Regions from separate parts of the Mus musculus genome. Here region 2 is linked to region 1. The links are chromatin contacts, called in public HiCAR-type maps. All regions are on one chromosome and are shown on one strand. Each heading gives the region's core, a stretch centred on a gene start, on an enhancer-like site or on the middle of the called end of the contact. The rest is flanking DNA. Distances are from core to core; before and after follow the strand shown. Region 1 overlaps Ext1 (exostosin glycosyltransferase 1). Region 2 overlaps Ext1 (exostosin glycosyltransferase 1).

Region 1 (6,894 bases), core at 1,322-3,821:
GTGACTCAGGATGCAGTTCATTGCTCCATCTCCCACTCTGGAGCACTGCCTAGTTTATACCGTGGCTCCCTATGTAGTAGGGGAATGAATGAATTCATGAATGACTCTCGGTTTTGAAAGTAGGGCCGGCCAGCACTTACCACCCATTTAAAAGCTATTGCATCACAGCCTCACAGAAAAGGTCATGCGTGTTGACTCTGTCATAGTGACATATAAGTCAGGCTACTTGAGTCTCAGAGTTCCAAATACATGCGGTTTCAGAACTGAAGCCAGTTGTAAGGCAATGATTGGTTATCCATCACAAAGCAACTCATACTGCTATGAAGACTCGACTGGGGAACTGCAAACACATCCAAGCCAGCCAGTCTCTACAAGCCCAGGTCACTGTTTATCTTGAAACAGAAACAGAAAATGTCAATTGGACAGTGTGTCTTCCACCTCCCAAAGGCTGGCAGTGACTTTGTGGTTGAAGATAACTCTGGAAAACTGAATGGAAACAACAACAACAAAAAAAAAAAAACCCCACACCTAGGCCAGGCGTGGTGTCGCATGCACGCCTTTAATCCCAGCACTTGGGAGGCAGAAGCAGGCGGATTTCTGAGTTTGAAGCCAGCCTTGTATACAGAGTGAGTTCCAGGACAGCCAGGGTTATAAGAGAAACCCTGTCTTGAAAAATAAATTAAAATAAATAAATAAATAAATAAATAAATGAAAAATTTTTAAAAACCCACACTCACCTCCCATCCCAAGTGGCATAGCAACATATGCATGTTTTCCTTCCAGAAATCAAAGAACAACTGAGGTGAATATGTTTGCCCAAATCTTATTCTGATGAGAAACTCTACTAAAAGCCATGTAGAGATAAGCCTTGCAAAAAATTTCTACCATGATACAGCATGTTCAGTGTGCCAGCTTAGTAAGAACATGGTAACCAGGGCAATTCAAGCAAGCTAAATTTGTTATTTAGCTTTAGTGGCAAACAGGTAGGTACGTTGATTGGATGCTAGGGAGAACAGGGACCAAGCCTGACATTGAACCTGAGAGGAGCCCAAGAGGTCAATTAATTTCCTCTTCAGACAGGCTACTCGATCAGTTCCTTAGTAGTGGCAGTCAGGAATTTAGGTTCTCTATGTCTAACAGAACTGATATACTACACTTTGCACAGTTTGTTGTCTAAGAACAAAGGAAGGTCCAGGCCCATACAATGCCAAGGATCCAAAAAAAAAAAAAAAGCAGACTTAAAACATAGTACTATAGGATATTGGGACTAGCTAGTTTCATGTCACATTGACCCAGACTGGATCATCTGGAAGGAAGTACTGTCAGTCGAGAAAATACCTCTACCATATTGGCCTCTGTGCAAGCCTGTGGTGCATTTTTCTGGACTGATGATTAATGAAGAAAAGAAGGTCTACCTCACTGGAGGTGGTGCAACCCCCAGGCCCTATACATTGTCCTGGATGGTGTAAGAAAGTGGGGTGAGCAAGCAATGGGAAGTCACAAGGAGAAAGCAGCATCCCTCCATGGCCTCTGCACCAGCTTCTACCTCCAGGTTCCTGCCCTGTTTGAGCTCCTGCCTTGATTTCCCTCATCAATGGAGTGTGAGCTGAAATAAACCTCTTTCTCCCCAAGTTGTTTATGGTCACGGTGTTTGATTACAGCAACAAAAACACTAAGTCAATACTAACTGTTCACAGAAGTAACCTAATCTGGTTAACCTGCCCAGAAGTTTTGTCCTCTGTCACCAATAAGCAAAGGTCTAGAAAAAGTGACATAAGGTTTTCTAAGTCCTGGAACCTTTTAAAATAGGTACAGGTTTGTGGCATTTAAAGGGGAGTAGAGATCAGGACAGGGACATTGACATCGAAGGTTGTATATGATCTGCACTGTATCCAGGCCAATTTCTGCTTTCTATGACCTTTGTGTGGACACTCTTAAGATTACAACCATTTCCAAGTGATTTCTGAAATCACTCTTCAGCAGACAGTGCTCGGCCTTCTCCTAAAGGCACAGCCAGAGCAAACAGCAATAAAAGCCCAAGGAGATGATCACAGCTACAGAACATTCATCAGCCAGGCACACCAGCTAGGATTAAACCCTGGGCCCACACAGGCTCTGTGCTAAAGATAATGTCTATTGATACTCATTTCTGGCTTTGGAGACCCGTCCCAACTATCACAACCAGCAAATGGTCCTTGCCATGGGTAGTTCTTGCCATGTGTACCTGCTAGCGCCAGCCACCTGGGAAGGCTTTAAACAGCTAGGGAGCCATGCAGGCAGCTGGGGTACGCAGGGCCTTTGCAGAGATCTCAGACTAGCTGGATCTCTACTAGCATCTGCGGGTGAGCTGTAGCCTTGCATGTACATTGGAAAATCTGACTCGTATGAAGTTGTCATCTGTAAGACAATTTCAAAGGTTTCACAGCAGAAGCAGAAAGGTGCAAACTGCTTTGCCTTTGCCTCTGAGAGGGTGGAAGCTTCTCACCCTCTCAGCTCACTGATGAGAGAGGCATTTGAAGACTCAGAGAGGGTGAGAGCAAGGTGAGACTTCTTTCTCCATGTATCCTTAGAGTCTCATGGGTGTCTGCTTATGCAAGTAGAGGTTAATAAGTAACTCCAGCTGAAAACTGGACATATCCCTGAAACAACAAATTTCTGCTCTGAAAATTCCTCAACTCTGGTTAGGCATGAAAGGAATAAGGCTAAATATTATTATCCCTCCCTTTCCATCCCCCACCTCATTCTCTGGTATCTGCTGCTCCATACCAGACAGCCTGAAAACCAAAACGAATGTCTCCTGCCTAATCACTGCCAATAAAGAATGGAACTGTAGAGGGTGGGGTTTACAGGGATAATGAATTGCACAGGCCTCTGTGATGATCAATTCTTAGTAAAGAATAGAATTCCATACACAGTAAGCCTGCCGAGTCGCTACCGTCGGCATCTACTTGGGGTGGATATGAGTAAGTAGTGAGCCTTTTGTTGAATGAAGTTATCAGCGGTGAAGACATGAGGTGGGCCTCAGGGTCCATCCACCCCTGATGGAGAGCCACTGAGTACTGGAAACCAGGCAAGCCTGCTTTCTACTTGTGTTTCAGTTGAGTCACGTGTGTGCAACAGGCTTCATGCTTTTCTTAACAGCCTGCTTCAAACAGACCATCCCCGCCCCTCCCCCCACCCCCAAGCAAAAGCACTCACCCGATCGTCAACTGCACCGGAATGAACTTCCTAGAATCCCACTAACACTCCAATATTCCCCCGCTGTGCAGTTTTATTAAACAAGCGCTGAGGAGAGTGGTTTGCTGAGGGAGGAGGTGGGCACTGAACCCAGCTATATGCTGAGTGATTAATAAAAAATAAAATAAAAAGGGAGCTTGCTGCTTCTCACTGGCTCGGTAACAACATGGAATAACAGCATGGCTCAATTTCCCTTGATTAGCACAAGGATTTAGATTTGCTTTTCAAAAAGTGCTAATCAGTTTAGCTTAAATGGATCAAAACGCAACACAAAAGTGGTTTCTCGGTTAATTCAGGTCTGCTGATTTTTCCCCCCCTGAGTGCTACATTAGAGACTTATCTAAAGAAACTTATCTACATATAGTTGTTATTTAGAAAACACCCAGTTAGAGATTGCTGAAGCCCACGGAATAATTAATACGGCAGAGTCCAGCCACCATGGACTCTTTAAAAGAAGGAATAGCTAATAGAATGACTCTCTTCTAATACACTTCAGTAGAGTCAACATTATCCACCCAAGAATGAAGCAAATAAATCAACTCATTTTCAATACATTCCTACAAATGGCCAGGTATACATGCAAAAGCAAATATTTTAAGTAAATATTTAAAGATGGAGCTTGCCTAGAGATCCATGGGTAAATTTTAAAGCAACGTCAAATTGTTATATTAACTCAACGTTTCTTAATGTCTAAAGTCTGAAGTTGTTCTGGCGATATTGACATTAGCAGTGGCAAGGGAGGAGAAAGGAACCCGAAAACAGATTTTTATTTCCCTTGAAATGAAAAGTATCAGGGAAAGAAATAAGATCAAGAATTGTCAGTTTTGAGACACAGTGAAGAGGCCCTCAGCCTCCTCCAAGTCCATGTGCTAGCTTTTCAGGAAAAGGGAACATGTACAGCCTGCTTCTAGGAATGATGGAGGAATGTTTGCCCAAACTGCATCTTAGGCCCCTTAGCATTTCTCTCCTGCTCTGCTTCTGTTTCTTCTGATAGCTATTCCCAAATGAGCGCTATCTGAACTCTTCTTTAGAGGCTCCCTGACAACAACGTATTAATTTTCCCCCTTTGCCTTTTGACATACTTGGGAGGTTTCCCAATTCCTGCTTTCCCAGGAAAGCCAGAACTCCTGCGGTCTTCTGCACCAGACAATGATCCTTTGATCATTAATCAAGGGCTGATAGGAGGTGTAAAGGAAAAGCAGCAAGTGCTTAAAAGTCTGAGTCCAGTGGGTCCATTTTCAAAACCAGTTAAAACAAGCTCAACTGAACGATATTTCCCAGGATCCTTGAGATTTTTGGGCTCACTTGGTGGATCTGATCATATATTTGTTATGACATTGTGATAAACCAGGAGTGAGACAGCACATTTGTTAAATACCTGTCACATGATTTAGAGAACAAAACAAAACAGACACTATATTATATCCAAAGTTCTAGTTTAGAGAGAGCTGGCCTGGCATGAAATTATTTGAGCATTGCAGAAGTTAAACTTCCATGGAGAATACTGTTCACCGGGGCTCTAGTGGTTGGTTGTTTCTCTGCCCCTATGGGGGCTCTAGTAGACGCACTCCACAATTGACCTGGCCCTTAATTCTACTCCACAAATATTGGTGGCTACTAAGACCCACATAAAAGTGAGTGCGGCCATTCTCTCATCAAGGAAAATGTAGCTAGGTCTCAGCATATAGTAAGTACTGAGCCAGTGACACTACACAAGTGTGTCTAATTCCATTTCAAAGTGGCCGGGAACAAAAACAATTAAATTCTAAAGGCAATTTCAACTTGAGAGAGACAAGACACTGAGCCAGTTGCCACCCACTGATGGGCAAAGCCTTGTGGGAAAGCTTGTTCCCTGCCACTTAGGGTAATCTAACCAAGTCATTTAATTATCAATTTTTATCAATTTGTTATCAACTTCAGAAGGTAGCCATCCTCAATGCCAAGTGATGGTGCAGAATGGACAAAAATATTCAAAAGCTTCAATCTTCCTGGCAGAAAAAACTATCTATGTAATACAAGATAGAGGTTAACAGCTTTTAACCAGAACAAGAAAGAAAAGAAAAGCTTAGAACCTTGTATCAGGTGGCCAGAGTTTGAACATCAACTTTGGACTCAGTGTCTTTGTGACGTTGGACTCAGTGTCTTTGTGACGCTGGACAGTTAGCTAGTCTGTCCATGCCTCAAGCTTGCACCCATAAAGTAAGAACACAAGGCACAGGAAAAGGAGGCATTGGAAATGCAGCCTTGCATCCTAACTTTACCAAGAACCCTTTCTTCTCATGTAAAGGCATCACCTTTGTCTTTCTTTATAACATGTAACAATACCACTGGTTTTATGCCTGAGGGCACATAGCACCTCATTGCTGTAGTTATCGGTTTTCTAAAATATCCGCTGTTAATTCTGTAGGTAGGCCTATCTGTTCATTCAGAATATTTATATAACTATGATGTCTCTTTATCCTGCCTCCACAAAGAAAGAGCATACTGTATTCAATCTACCAAAAAAATAGCTTAGGACTTAATAGGAAGCGTCACGTAGTTCTAGGAACACCTCCAATCACCTTTCTGTCTTCCCATTCAATAATCTCCTACTTTGCTTAGCTGATGTTTCCTTCTGATCAAATACCCACAAGACAGATTATTATAACAGCATAAGGTGACTCTATTTAATGACAGTGGCATTATTCTGAATAGTTGTTTATAAGAACACATTAAAAGCAAAAAGCTAACAAATCTATAGTATCATGCATGGCAAGCAATTAGAGTTTGCATAGATACTCTTAAAGTCATTTTCACTGTATGCTGTTCTCAGCTCTTAGCTTATAACCCTTGAACCTTGGCCCCAAAGGAAGCCAGAAGCCAGCATTTCTTTGTACTGTCATCCATACTTGAGTTCTTTACTTCTCTGTTTATCTAAGTTACATATTTTGATTTTCAGATGGTTGAAGCAAACACACATGTCTAGCCACAGTGGATGCTTACAGAAGTCTCTCTAGCCACCTGAGGAATGGTTAAAGGTAACCGTTCCAAGAACTGTCTACAAAGGAAGGGTCCTTCTCTATTCTCTTTCTACGGTAGGCAATGCAGTTGTGATAGCTGGAACTGGAGCAACCTTTAATACAGTGAGATCATAAAACAGCAGGAGCTACATTCCTGGGGTTCATGAAGCCTACTCCTCAACCTTAAGCTACGAACATTCTGCAAACAGAAAAATGAAATCCTATTTTACTAGACCCACAGTTTCTTGGAGATTTCTGACATTTCTGCTCATCACCTTCATTAATAATGTAAGTAATTCACAATTTTTAATTAGTGGTGTTTGTGTGTGTGTGTTATGAATGGGTGGGGGCAAACATGTAGAGGTTAGAGACAAACAAGAATCAAGTCCTTCCGCTGATAGTTCTAGAGATCAAACCCTGGTCATTAAGGTTTTGGGACAAGTACTTCTACCCCACTGAGCCATGGCAAGTGTTTAAATGCGCGTCATGAATTATTTAAAAACATGTGGCCAACACATTTCGTTTAAGAGTCTCCTTGCACTACAAGTTGTGTTGGAAACATTTTAATTGAAACTGATAGCCAATAGACCATAATTTCCTTGGAGAGCTGGAGTTGTTTTCTCCGGTGATTTTACATCTCCAAGGATTTGCCTAGAGC
Region 2 (6,894 bases), core at 1,665-4,164, 140 kb after region 1:
AAATACTAACCTGGGACAGAAAGCGACAAGCCTGAGGCTCAAGCCCAGCCCACTCTGTGAAAGCAAAGCTACACAATGACATCACAAAGTTTATTTGTTTGCGTGCCGTCTGTGGCTGCTTTGCAGATAAGGCAGCAGAACTGAGTAATTGGGACAGAGATTCAACTGCAAAGCTGCAAATGTTAACTGTGTGGCCCCTTGTGCAAAGTCTACCAAGCCCTAATCCATGCTATTCCAGCAAAATGAAATGATGATGCTACCAAACTTCTGAAAGGCTCGATCACACCATACCCAAAGTACAGGGTTTCCAACTGCACATAATTGTGTAAATGACCTTAAAACCCTATCGAAAGCCATCTACCTTCTGTTTGTGAATTGTAAGTCAAGCCTGGCATTACTAAATGCCTCCTTAGTCTAGCTCCCATTTAGAGATGAATATGCTCAGAATATTAGAACTATTTATTGCTTACAGAACTATCTGGTAATAAAAGAAATTGCTCTGTTGGTCAAACTACAAAAGAAAGATTTACTGATTTCCTATGCAGAGTTATGCACAGACCTAAGCAAAGGAGGAAGGAAGCTCGATTTTGACATAAAGGACAGATGGGACAGTAGCTGTGGTGGGAAGCCTTGTGGCAGTGCATCCTTAAACCACTGCAAGTTTGATATTGTGACATACTACACTATCCCCAAGTGTACAATCACAGCGTGTGTGTAATCGCATGGCATGTGACACTGCACTGCGTACACTAACACCAAAAGAACTTTACCCAGAGCCCAGTTCTCACCCCCTTCCCTTTTAACAATCAGCCTTCCATGCTGCCCATGTCTGATTGCCGCTGAAACTGACAGCCACAGTTCCACACTCCCACCCATCACCACATGTGTTCCAAACATGCTCCAAATGCCTTCTCTTCAGTTGCTGCTGCCTTTAAGCAAAGACAATCCCCCTCTCTCTGGCCTAGAGGTTTTCATCTTTGTCTTGCATAATTAGAGTGTCCGTTAGGCTTGCCATTCTAATCTACTCTCAGCCACAGGTCATCTTATCCACGCCTATGTCTAACTTTGTATTCAGATACCTTCACAGCTCTTCATTGACTGTCAAATTAAGAGAAACCTTGTGATTTCAAGGCCAATAGAACACCCTTAGGCCACCAGTTACTGACACATTCAGCTCACTGAGGTAAGCCTTGAAGGTCTGATGAGAGCTTCCAGTGGCACACTGAACATGGCTGCTGTCACTGACCAAGCCTTTGCCCTGAGCCTGATCACTGGTGTGCTCTGAAGAAGCACAAATTCATCAGGACCCCACTGAGAGACAGATGGGCTCAGGAGCCAGGTCTGAGTACTACTCTAGGGGGTATAATGCTGGACAGGAACCAAGCCAAGGGGAGACCAGGGCCACATTCTTCCCATTTCCTCTCTGTCACTGCTGACACGGAAGTCCTTAATCCTCTGTCCCTCTGAAGTGACTCTTAGAAAATTAAACCTGGAATTACATTTATATACTTCCCTTCCAAAATTGAAAACTCCCGGAGGGCAGTGGTCTAGTTTTATTAATCTGTAAACCTCCTCAAATACTGAGCCTGGTACCCAGCTGGAGCTAAATGAAGAACAAAGGGACATTTCCCGGTGCAGGAAGTATAATGGAGGAATGAAAAAGAAAAGATCGCTCAGAAAATCCATCAACAGAAGACCCCCAAGAGGTCTTTCTTTGTGGTTTGTTTATACCCCAACATATATTCCACCAGGACTTCCTGAAAATAATTCTGAAGAAACAAAGACCATGAAAAATTAGCTGCCACATTTGGAATAGTGAGTTTCTGTGGGGGAGGGGTAGAACCTACAGGCATGGCCACATAGAGGGACCAGATTTCCTGAGAAGATTAATTCATTTGACTCCAAAAATAGAAGGAAGCAGCAGGCTTGAACCCCGGCACTAGAGTAACATCGCCTGGGGAAATTTCAAATCCCAACCTGACCCCATGCCAAGGACAATATCAGACCAACTGAGTGTACCCCTCTGGGGGTGTGCTCAGACTCATGTGTTTTTAAAGCTGTCCAGTGAGTTCCAATACGCCATGATAAGACCTAATGGAGAAAAAGAACCATCTTAGAACCCTGGCGCCACCCAAGACTCAGAAAACCTTGGACTAAATCCCTACCCCACCCCCCATCCTTTACTTTAACCTCAGCCAGTCCCTTGCTCGCTGCTCTTCCTCAGTTTCCCCTCCTTTGAAATGGAATCACAATAACCGTTCATCTTTTTTTAAGTACTAGATGCATATATACATGCATACATAAGAAGCATCACAAAGATAAATCCAGAGACTTACATGCACATACACACACATCAACTATATATATCAAATGGGCAATGATTGACAACAATTGTTCTGTAAGTTGGGAACTGAAAGGTAATCAATATAGAAAATTCTTAATAATTGGCAGGCTCTTTTCCTGGTTGTATGATTATTTTCCTATTCACAATAATCCATGGATCCTGGATTAATCCGGGAGCCTTTAAGGAGAGAGAGAGAGAGACCCCCAGCTTCTCTATACTGACTTACCTATGACTGTCAGAGGATAGCTTGACCTGCTAATAGGACATTATCTGTTATTTATCTCAAATTCAATTTTACTTGGATGTCTTGAATTTTGCTCTGTGAAGTCTGTCGGGCCTTCACTCACCTGTCATCTAGATTTAGGCTAAAATTGTCAAAGCCTGAGTCTAGTCCACAAGGGCACCACACTCCTTTAAAAGAAAATCGAAGTCAAGTACCTAAGATCTTGACCATTCTATTTCTTGGAAGTCAGTAGACATGCTGCTGCAACTCACAAGCAAGCAACCAGCCAGCATGCAGACCCAGGCAGGGCAAGGCAATGTTCAGAAGAGAACTTGGAACAGGAGGAAACTATTCGAGGCCAAGAGGACAAGAGGAGAAAGCTTTCCTAAAGTGACCTCTCGGCCTCAGTCAGTCGGTGCATAAATCAAATGGGGGGAACACGTGAGTAGAAACTCGTGCCCCCTGGGCAGAAAGTGTTCCAACCATCCCACCAGGCAAAGGCTCAGCTGTAGATTATTTACTCCTGGAATGACGTGATGCCAAACCCGAGAACCGTGTCCCAGGCTCTGAGCATCCTCTGCCTCCAAGGTCTGCAAGATAGATCCTGATTCTCTGGGGTTTTTGTTCGGCTGGGTTGTGTTTTAGCTGTTTCCTTTTTATTGTGCTTTAACTTTTCATTTCCAAAAGAGCTAAATTGATACCAACCTTTCTTGTATTTTTTTCCACACTTAGAAGACAGAAAGAGTTCTCATGGAAAAGACATCTTGAAACCCATTTCACAAGATGTTTATTCAGAATGCCCAGAACCAGATCCCTGGGGAAAAGCTAAATTCTGAATTATACCTAGTCCCCTAAGATTAAAAACACCGTTGAAGATGTTTAGAAGCATTAAGAGCCAATGAGTCAGCTAGTTCTGTAAGAGCTGGATTAAATTGGCCACTAGATTGTTCATTGATTATCACAAACAGCCAAAGCCCTCCTACAAAGGCATGTTTTCCAGTTCACTTGGCTAATCCCTTCTCAACAAGGATCCAAGGAATGAAAATTATTTACCCAATGGCAAGCTGCAGAAATTAATCACACCCAAGCACCATGCTGGCAGCCAAACACAACCTATAAAATAATTCCAGACTATCATCAGAAGCCAATAATGAGAACTGAAACTTAGCTTCCCGCTCTTCCTCCCTCGGGAGACATCCAGGGGCATAAAAGGGTACAAGCAACGCTTTTTGCCATTTAGACGCAACTATCTCAGACCACTAGATCACATGAAAACACTATTTTTAAAGAATAATACGAGATATATTTTTAACAGCAAGAGAGGAAGAGAAAGACAAGAAAGGCCAGAGGACTCAACATTCATTCAGAGAGAGGGAGAGAGAGAGATTGATTCACATGTAGAAGCACTTAGCCCCTGCATGGCCCTCAGTTTCTGAGCTATAAATATACTAGGGACCTAAGTGGAGCTGATACAATCAGATCCCCCCTATAAACAAGAGAAAGTAATTCACTGGACTTTACAAGCAGCAGACTCACACAACAGCCTAGGACTCAAAGCAGACCTTGGCAAAGTTCCCACACTGCAAGGTGGCTAAGAAAACATGGGGAAAGGCAGCAGAAAGGACTAGGAGGAGGTCAGGAGGACAAGAAATGCCCATCATGGCACCCCGCATCTCTGAAGCAGGCTGCTTGAACAGTACTCTTACAAGGCTGCCAGGCAGGAAAGGAAGAGCAAAGGGGGAAAAACATGGTCACTTAAATCAGGAAGAAGGGAGGCGTCCAACTGCAGTTTCTGTAGAGAGACTGAAGAACTGCCAACGCACCTTCATCTTCATGTGGCGAAGCGTTTTCTTGCCTGCCAGTGGCTAGACGTGCAGTCTAGCAAGCACCTCAGCCTAACGAGAAACATTTAACAGGGGAAATAGCCCTGGAGACTGAGGCCAAGGACTCCGAAGACTGGAGGCAAGATTCTTCCTGACTTAGGCTCCCTTCAACCTCTCAAGCAATCTCCCTGCTCCACCAGCTCCCTACTGCCCCAGTCACTGTCACTCACACAAGGTCAAGACTAGTTCTACAGAGACTCATCTCAACAAAAAGCCCACTGACACCGAATGCCACCAATTTGGTGACGGTGAGGGAGCTGTGTGTGTGTGTGTGTGTGTGTGTGTGTTTGTTTGAGAGAGAGAGAGACAGAGAGAGAGAGAGAGAGAGACAGACAGACAGACAGACAGAGACAAAGACCAAGATTCTATCCCATAAGCTATTACTAGTCTTGAGAAAGGCTTGGTTTGGTTGCTTATATTTGTTAGTTTTGTTTTGATTTTGGTTTGTTTGTCTATTTGAACAGATGACCTAAGGACTAGTAACTGTAAAGGCAAGGGACTTTTGTCCCTGAGGTCCTGGTTAGCAGGCTGTGGGCACTCTCGCACTCAATAGGCTTCAATTCGCCCTCATCTAAACCCTTAAATATGGGATAACTTGAGTCAACTTTACCTTTAAGGAAACTGAGGCATGACACCCGACTGTCTAACTTAAAGGGCTGTGTACTTTTCCTGTCACTCGTTGTTCTCAAGATATGCCTCCGTACCCAGGGTCAGCAGACTTCCCTATGAAGAGGCAAGAAGAAACATCATAGACTTTACAGAGCCCTGAGACCCTGATATACTAACTCTGCCATTGGAGCTGTCAGACATGGTATATATGTAACTGGATAGGTGTGACAGAAATCCAATGGACATGAACATTTGACTTTCTTATTAATTTTCATATACTACAGAGTATTGTACTTTTTTTTTAACTATTATAGGAATGTGAATACTATTGTTAGCCCACAGACCATAAAATGTGGCTCCCAAGAACTCAGACTTTCCCTCTCACTACCCATCAATGCTAGTTAGGTGAATCTGGGGGTAAGGAAATTAAAGAGAGGTGATAATGATCTAAGGATTAAATGGGAGAATGAAGGATAAATTTTATGTCATTGAGTGTCCCCTGACTTATACTCAGATGACACACGTAAAAGAAATGGTCGATGTTCGGGGGGGGGGGGGTGGGGGGGGGAAACAGTCTATGCAAGGAATACATGCCAGCAAAACAGAAATAAGGTGCTTCTCTCTCCTTCCTCCCCCTCCCCCCCCCCCTTGTGGTGGCTTTTTCTAGTATACCACACAAGTCAAAACCAGAAGAATGGGGGCTGGAGAGATGGCTCAGCAGTTAAGAGCACTGACTGCTCTTCCTAGAGGACCCGAGTTCAATTCCCAGCAACCACATGGTGGCTCACAACCATCTGTCATGGGATCCGATGCCCTCTTCTGGTGTGTTTGAAGACAGTGACAGTGTAGTCATATAAAATAAATAAATCTTAAAACAAACAAACAAACAAAAAAACAGAAGAACACGGCTATCTATCAGCATATTAGCAATGACAGAATTTATATACACAAAGTGATGATTTAATTAAAGCAAACTCAGTTCATGTTAGTATACAATTTCAAATACTCTTTGTGCACACACATATGTACTCATGTGCGTTATGCAGCTATGTGTGTGATGCAGCTATGTGCGTGTACATGCAGGAATGTGTGCCTGTGTGTATTTGCGTATGTGCATGTGTGTGTATACCAGTGCTTGTGAGCATGCTACAGCACGTAGTCAGAGGACAGCTTTCTGCAGTTAGCTCTCTCCTTTTGTGCTACACACTGAGCTCAGGGGCTCAAGTTCAAGTTATCAGTCTTGGCAGCAAAGGATTTCATCCTCTGAGTCGCTTTCCAGCCCCACAATTTCCCCCTTTTTTTTATATCTTTGATTCATCTTAGAGATTCGGTTACTATTCTGTGAAGAACTGCTACTCCAATGAGAAACAAAAACTGAATAAAGACAGCTTAAAAATAAATAAAGAGGAACATGCAATTGGGCATAGAAATCTCTAAGACTGGTGACACATGTGACAGTATCACAGAGTTTCTATGCGGGTAAACGACAATCTGATTTCCTCATTTCAGAGTGTAGAGCTAACTTACCAAGTAATCGATGCAGTTTCTCCCACAATTCTTCCTAAGCACAGTGTTGCCCAGGAGCTGCGGGTAAAGCCAGTCAGCTAGAAACAATACACTAACAGCATCAGAAAGATCAATCATGCTCTAAATTGCTCCTGAAAATATACTGTCTCTTCTGGCTTCATTCTCCACGAGGCTGCTCTATGACTCGCTATACATCCATGCATAAGATGTAACCAACCGCACTGTGAAGTCAGAAACAGCCTGGCTACTGGCCCTGGGAGAGGGGAACTGTGGTGCTGTGAACTTCTGGGAAAGTACATGTACACACG

What was found. HiCAR-type assays count read pairs that join an accessible place to other places.
Region 2: a HiCAR-type map of kidney shows a contact between it and region 1, with 2.6 times the contacts expected there. The contact joins two enhancer-like sites. A contact is called at or near these places in 2 of 484 Hi-C or Micro-C datasets (the N1E-115 cell line and macrophages) and 3 of 115 datasets of contacts at active chromatin or transcription factors (fibro-adipogenic progenitors, kidney and thymic regulatory T cells).

Annotation. Positions count from the first base shown.
Region 1 is chr15:53,142,915-53,149,808 of GRCm38.p6, forward strand. The region is part of intron 1 of Ext1 (exostosin glycosyltransferase 1); the gene reads right to left. Among named protein-coding and RNA genes, the nearest start is that of Ext1, 200 kb to the right of the region's middle. Within about 2 kb of position 2,572, at least 34 of the 459 cell types and tissues checked have an H3K27ac peak or open chromatin away from gene starts, as enhancers often do. A contact at or near this core is called in kidney, where this site is marked.
Region 2 is chr15:53,282,512-53,289,405 of GRCm38.p6, forward strand. The region is part of intron 1 of Ext1 (exostosin glycosyltransferase 1); the gene reads right to left. Among named protein-coding and RNA genes, the nearest start is that of Ext1, 60 kb to the right of the region's middle. Within about 2 kb of position 2,915, at least 20 of the 459 cell types and tissues checked have an H3K27ac peak or open chromatin away from gene starts, as enhancers often do. A contact at or near this core is called in kidney, where this site is marked.